2 separate regions of the Mus musculus genome follow, and region 2 is linked to region 1. The links are chromatin contacts, called in public Hi-C maps. All regions are on one chromosome and are shown on one strand. The core of a region is the stretch at or near the end of the contact, and the rest is flanking DNA. Distances in the headings are between cores, read along the strand shown.

Region 1 (3,222 bases), core at 26-2,525:
CCCCAAGATAGGGTTTTCCTGTGTAGTGCTGGCTATCCTGACTGTGTAGACCAGGCCTCGAACTCACAGAGATCCACTTGTCTCTGCCTCCTGAGTGCTGGAATTTAAAGGCATGTGCCACTATGTCCAACCTGTCTTCCCTGTCTGATCTCTTAGCTTTGCATCAGAGACTTGAGCAAAGGCCTGGGGACAGCCTAGGCTAGAAAGAGTATCTGGCAGATGGCATACAAGGAGGTGACTCGGGTGGGAACAGGAGGGACAATTAGGAACCAGGACAAGGAGCCATGGGACACTTGGAGACAGAAGAGAGGGAACCGGGCCTCCTGCAACACAAGCAGAGGCAGATACTGAGCTGCACACAGTGGGTCAGCTTTAGTGACCTGTTGGGTCCTCATATATCAAGGTGCCTAGGCAGGCAGATATAATGCCCACCTCAGGGCGCACTGGCCAGGCAGACATCAGCTGGGAGCTCGATGCAACCTCACACGGGATCTGAAGCTCCTGAGCCAACACATTTGTCCCAGACAGCCACAGAGGCAGGTTACAAATCAGCATGGGGTGCAGTAGAATTCCAAGAATTCTCCCTCAGTTATTTTCCTGGGGCTTCCACAGCAGAGACTCTGGATTTGGGGGAGTTGTAGGAAAGGGGTGGGGCACCCCTGTTTGGAGATCCACCTACCAGATGGTGGCCAGCAGCCTGGCTGACGGTAAAATTGGGGGAGCATACAAGGAAAGAACAGACTGGGAAGAGTGGCCCCAATACCGAGTCTTTAAACCTTTTTTGTGGTCTCCTTTCTTTATCCAAACCTTTGGAGTGTCTGTCAACACAGGAAGCAAGCAGGCAGAGGCAGCTGTGAAGTCGCTTTACTGTGGGCTTGTACACCATCAGCCACCCTCAGTGACCACCTCCCACCCGAGTCTGTCCTCACAAGGGACAGTGGATACAAACAAAATAGTTCTCTAGAAAACAAGGTTTCCACCCCTCCCCGCCCTTTGTCCTACCCCTCCCGCAGACAGTGAGTTCTTCTCTCTCCAGGCCTCCTTGGGGACCTGGGGTCTGGTGAGTGCAAAAAAAAAAAAAAAAAAAAAAAAAAAAAAAAAAAAAAAAAAATACAAAAGAGAATCAAGTCAGCGACTAGAGTTGTAGGCAACTGTTTGTTGTTCCGGGTCCGCTGGCTGGTGCTGGCAGCCAGGAACAGGCGCTGGGGTGTGCGCAAGAGTTCTGTGTGTGTATGTGTGTGGCAGGACCTGCGGGTGTTGGGATGAACAGCGTTTCTCCCCAGTCCCTGTCTCGCCGCCAGCAAAAGAAAAGAGGAGGGGAAGGAGGAGGACAGAGAAGAGGAGGAGGCGGAGAAGGAGGAGGAGGAAGAGGAAGAGGAGAAGAACAAGAAGAAGAAGAAGAACAAGAACAAGGACAACAAAAAGAAGAACATGAAGAAGAGAGCAAAGAAAGAAACATGGGAAAATGGAAAAATGATAGAGACATTAAGTCATAAAAAACTGAAATTCGAAGTCCGCCGGGTCAGGGCTCCACAGCGCCCCCTGTGGCCGGCGAGGGCAGTGCCGGGCGGGGCTGGTGAGCGCGGGCAGAGCAGGGAGGGCGGGAGGACTCTGCGAGTAGCACCTGGGAGCAGCTCGGCCGCACCCGTGTCGCCGCCGGGCCAGGGACCCCTGGACCCTTAGAACGGGCTCAGCAGGCCAGACGGGCGGCCAGCCCGAGCAGCAGCAGGCATCCGAGCAGGGTGTCGGGGCGCGGGACGATGCCTGGCGCGCGGTCACAGTCCGGGCCAGCGTCGTCGGCGAGGTCACAGCGGGGCTGCTCACAGCGAATGCCGGTGTAGCCGGGCGGGCAGGCGCAGCGTTGGTTCTGCTGGCAGGTGCCGCCATTCTGGCAGAGCAGCTGGTCATCGTCGCACACATTGGCTGCGGGCCGGAGGGGACAGTTGAGGCAGCTGTGGGGATGGACTGAGCTTCTGCAATAGGGAGCTGGGACAGCCCCCCCCCCCAGGGGGCCGGTACTTAGAACGAACACAGTGAGAAACATCCCTGCAAGGGATGGGACCTGGCTCCTGGCTGTCCCCCGCCATTGACCCCCATTCTCTCCCGTTCCTCCCCGGCAGTGGCGCGGTTCTCTGGAATCAACTGCTATCTGCTGCGTGTACCTGGAGCGGTCTGACAGCCTATGCTCCTCGGGTCTCGCCAAGCCTTCATTTCTTGAGTGCAAACTCCTGCGCTCTCAGCCAACTTTAGTCAGCTCCCCTTCAATCCCTACATCCCCCCCCCCTTTCCTGGCTCCCACTTTCCACGGACTCAGTCCACTGAAGACCGGGCAATGCCCACTCGACCCCCGCCCCCGCCACTTTGAACCCCTACCCTGGTTGCATCAGACCTTTCTCACTGCAGCCACGTGTTCAAAGCCCACCCCCAGCTAACAGCAGGCCCACGTAGGCCCCTCCCACCATGCTGGACCACGCACCCAGCCTAAAGGGTCTGTCTTCAGGGGCCGGTCTACTCACGATAGCATCCTTGGCGCCAGTAGTGTGTAGGAAGGCAGTCGTCGCACTTGGGCCCCACTGCGCCCTCCCTGCACTCGCAGAAGCCTGTCTCATTGCATCGATCGTGCACAGAGCCGATCTGGTTACAGTTACATTCTAGGGGAAACAAGAGCATAGGCCACGTGCAGCCAGAGTGGCCTGTGAACCTACAAATGGGTCCTACCTCAGGCCCAACCTCTATAACCCGCCTTTGTATCCTTCTCAGCTGGGTCTCTTGCTCTCCCTGGCGATGCTCCCCACAAGGCTGGGGGGGGTCCTGGGGAATACTGGCGCATTTACATGGCAAGAGAAGGCTCAGCATAGTTTTTCCTCTCCTGGCATCCAACACTCTAGCTCCACTGTGAGGGCTGAGCCAGCCTCATTGCTCTTTCTGGACAGCTGAAGTGGGGGCTACCAATACCAAGCTATGAGTAAGACAGGTGACAGGTGTCTGATCAGGAGATTCTGGTGCGTGTGTGTGTGTGTGTGTGTGTGTGTGTGTGTGTGTCCATCTGTCCTTGGACCCCAGTCCTTGAAGCCCAGTGCTTGGCCTGAGACCGAGGAACAGACAGAAAAGAAGGGGCCACCTCTAATCAGATCCATTGACCCTGCCCTCTCCCTGCAGCTGGCCCTGTTGACACTGGCAACACAATTCTGCTAGATCACTTTAGAGTTGATGGAATATCCG
Region 2 (3,614 bases), core at 129-2,628, 110 kb before region 1:
GTCAGTGCCCTTGGCTTTGAGGTCTTGGTATTCTCTGAACCTATGGAGGTGGATTTCACTCGACATTTTTACTTTTTCTTACAGGTTGTATGAACTAAATGTGAATGATGCTAATGAAATAGACTGGGAAGATCTTGCTAGCGCCATAGGGTAAGACCACTCATTGAACAGTAAGCTTATTCAATGATAAGAGGTTTCAAAATACTTTGTCTTTATGGTGTGTACATGTATACAAGTATGTGTGTACATGTGTTCAGTGCGTACAGGGAGGTCAGTCTCAGGTTACAGGTTCTGTGGCAGCAGGCACCCAGAGATAACTTTTAGTATGTGGCTCCCTATCACACCTCACCAGGCCTAAAACATGGCGTGTGTGCAATTGTGTACAAGTGCAGGAAAGTGCCTGGAGAGGGATCTCAGTCTGTAGTGTTTGCCTCCGGAGCATAAGGATCTGAGTGCAGTCTCATCGTGTATCAAAGCTGACAGCGACAGGGTGGTGGCACATGCAGCCCAGTGCTAGAGGGGTGGGCACAGATCCAAGGACACACACACACACACACACACACACACACACAAGCTCCAGACTGTCTCAAAAGATTACAGAGACACGATAGAGAATACTTCAGCCTCTGTCCTCCACATACAATACCTTCGCATGCTATGTCATCTCTGCACCTTGTGCTTCACTTTGCTTTGTTTTCTCTGTGCAGGATCTCGCTATGTAGCCCAGGTTGGCCTCAAACTCACCATCTTTCTGCCTTTAACTTCAAAAACCTGGGAACTTTTCAGGGCTAGCTATTCACATCCAGAAGCAGTGGAATGGTGTTGCTGATTGACAAGTGTTCCACAGTCCCTGGAATTCTCGCCTGCAACACTGAAGGAAGTCAGGGCAGGAATTGGAGGCAGGAACAAATGCAGAGGCCAGGAACACTGCTTGCTTAACCTGCCTCCTTATAGCACTCAGGTTCTCCCACATTCAGAAACCTGCCCCACATAGTCCAGTTTGGTGGGGGCATTTCTCCGTTGAGGTTCCCTCTTTGAAAATGTTTCTGGTTTGTGTCAGACATAAAAGTAGCCAGCACAGTTTGACTTTTTTTTGTTGTTTTTGTTTTTTAAATAGAAAATAGGTTACATTGTGCAGAATAAGAGAGGCATGGAAAGGAACAGTGTGAGTAGCCCTCTGACCACAGGAAACCAGCCAGAGAGTTTTCTGGTCCCTTCCCAGAGCATTTGTGCAAGAGGCTACAGACCCTGGAACATGTCCAACCATCAGAACTCACGGTGCCCTGGAACCACATCTGACCATCCGAGCTCACTCTGGCCCTGCACTTTTCTCCTCCACCTGCAGGGTCTCCAGGGACTGCCTTTCAGAGGGCAGCTTTGAGGGCCAGTCTTTTTATAATGGTTCCTGTTTTCATTCTCTCCTCGCTCTCTCTCCCTCTCCTACCCTCTTACTGCTCTGGCTGGCCTGACCTCCCTCCTCCCCCGCCACCCTTCTCTTTGTTATTCTTCTGTTGCTCTGTGAGTTTGTTTTTCAGCTTCTCTAATAAGCTCTGCTTTTTCCTAAGCACTGCTTTATCAACAGCACCTAGTAGTTTTTAACCTTTTATCAGAAGTTTAGACAGATAAAGAAACAGATGAACTATACCCTCCTCAAAATCTGGTCATGTCTGACCAGCTAACTCAGCTTTGTCTGTCTCTTCTGCTTGTTTTCTTTTCTTAGTAAATTATATCTGCTTTATAGCCTTGCTACCCTGCAGGATTTGAAAAGTCTCTGAGTAATTCCATTTGGAAATCAATAATACTGTTTCTAGAAATACATTCTACAGAATCCAACTCTCAGTGTACTTGGAGTGAGTTATGTGCCGAATAACCCACTGTGCTGGCATGCCCATGATTGGAGAGGGACTGAGCATGTGGCCCGCCCGGCTGCCTAGCATACATAGAGCCCTGGGTCCTTCCCCCAGCACCACATAGACTCAGGTGCCAACATCCATGGGTAAAGGCAGTTGTCAGTGTTCTGAGTTGCTCAGGACAATCCAAGTAAGAGGGTCAAGCCTGAATATAATCCTGCTCTAAGGCAGTAGGGAGGTCCAGCCAAGTTGTTTTTTGGGTAAAACAAGTTTCTCATACCAAAGCCCCTAATCTAATCTTTGTGTTTCATGAAGGAACGCAGCAGCAGGCCCTGCAACTTTAATCCTCATTGCTTGTTGTCTGCAGTACCCAGTAATGCAAGACATTCCAGGTGTGCCAGGACTGTCTTGTGACAAAAGTCATGCACAGCTGTGAAGCTCCTTCAGAAATACAACTCTGTAGATAACAGAAAAGAATCACTGTTTTCCACAAAGATTTCTTCAAGGTCAAAGTATTTCTAGAAAACAATTCTTTATCCTGCTGTCTACTCCAGATACAGTGAAAAACAGCTATTTCATTCTAACATTTACCCTAGATACAGCGATTTACTAACTAGGATTGCATTACAGGCAGGAGGATCTGGAGTCATCCCTGGCTGGATAGAATGTCCCAGGCCTGCATATGTGAGACCCCATCATAAAAAGAACTGACAGTATACTCATTGATGTTTTTTTCTTACCTTTCCTTTCTAAAGGGATGTCCCTCCACCTTTTGTTCAGGCAAAATTTTATAAGCTGAAAGCTGCCTGCGTTCCCTTTTGGCAGAAAAAGACTTTTCCAGGTCAGTATACAAATCCTTGTTTAGTTAAGAGTCTAGTGTTGTCCCAGTGTGGTGATCCCAGCAATACAGAGGCAGAGGCATCAGGATCTCTGGGAGTTTGAAGCCAGCCTCTACTATACAGCGTTACCCAAGCCAAATGAGATCCTGTCTCCAGAGTCTCCACCCCTTCAGGCTGAGCCCAGGGCTCTGACAGGTTCTCAGGGCAGTGTGCTGTGCTCTGCTGCCTCATAAAGGTGGTATTCCTGGAGCCACAGGCAGGGGCTCTGTCCTGAAGAGTGTCCTGAAGCGCTGTTGTATACTGTGCAGACACCACCACCTAGCTCACCTCCTCCTTGGGTCCATGACTAGTGCCTCAGTGTCCTTATTGCACAGGTCGATTAGAGGGAGCTGGGGAATTGTATCAGTGAAGCGTTTTTTTGTTTTGTTTTTTATTTATTTATTACATGTAAGTACACTGTAGCTGTCCTCAGACACTCCAGAAAAGGGAGTCAGATCTCATTACGGGTGGTTGTGAGCCACCATGTGGTTGCTGGGATTTGAACTTCGGACCTTCGGAAAAGCAGTCAGGTGCTCTTACCCACTGAGCCATCTCACCAGCCCCAGTGAAGCATTTACTATGCAACTGTATATGTACATGTGAAGCTGGGCGGTGGCAATGCACACCTATGATCCCAGTTCTGTAGAGACAAAGACAAGACTCTAGCCGAGTCTAAAGGACTGTCCGGTCTGGAGAAGTAAGGCAGAGAACAATTGAGGAAGCACTGACATCAGCCTCTAGCCTCCACACAGATGTGGGCTTGTGTGTACATGTGTGTACACAGAGACATGTACATTGGAGAGTCACCTGTGCTGCTGCTGATGAAAGAATAATGTCTGCCTTGTAGGGTTTTTTTCAAAGAATATGTAAGTGACTGTGCACCAGA

The links. A called contact is a pair of places that touch in the nucleus more often than the background predicts.
Region 2: a contact with region 1 is called in a Hi-C map of uterus, with 3 times the contacts expected there. The contact joins two enhancer-like sites. A contact is called at or near these places in 1 of 484 Hi-C or Micro-C datasets (uterus), 2 of 115 datasets of contacts at active chromatin or transcription factors (both in embryonic stem cells) and 4 of 9 other capture datasets (adipose tissue, embryonic stem cells, liver and 1 more).

Annotation. Positions count from the first base shown.
Region 1 is chr2:29,193,131-29,196,352 of GRCm38.p6, forward strand. It overlaps Ntng2 (netrin G2), which reads right to left. Exons shown (of 7, transcript NM_133500.2): 6 at 2,517-2,651; 7 at 1,596-1,923. The coding sequence ends at 1,691. Among named protein-coding and RNA genes, the nearest start is that of Ntng2, 53 kb to the right of the region's middle. Within about 2 kb of position 1,276, at least 114 of the 459 cell types and tissues checked have an H3K27ac peak or open chromatin away from gene starts, as enhancers often do. A contact at or near this core is called in uterus, where this site is marked.
Region 2 is chr2:29,080,928-29,084,541 of GRCm38.p6, forward strand. It overlaps Ttf1 (transcription termination factor, RNA polymerase I), which reads left to right. Exons shown (of 12, transcript NM_009442.2): 9 at 85-150; 10 at 2,606-2,691. Among named protein-coding and RNA genes, the nearest start is that of Ttf1, 22 kb to the left of the region's middle. Within about 2 kb of position 1,379, at least 12 of the 459 cell types and tissues checked have an H3K27ac peak or open chromatin away from gene starts, as enhancers often do. A contact at or near this core is called in uterus, where this site is marked.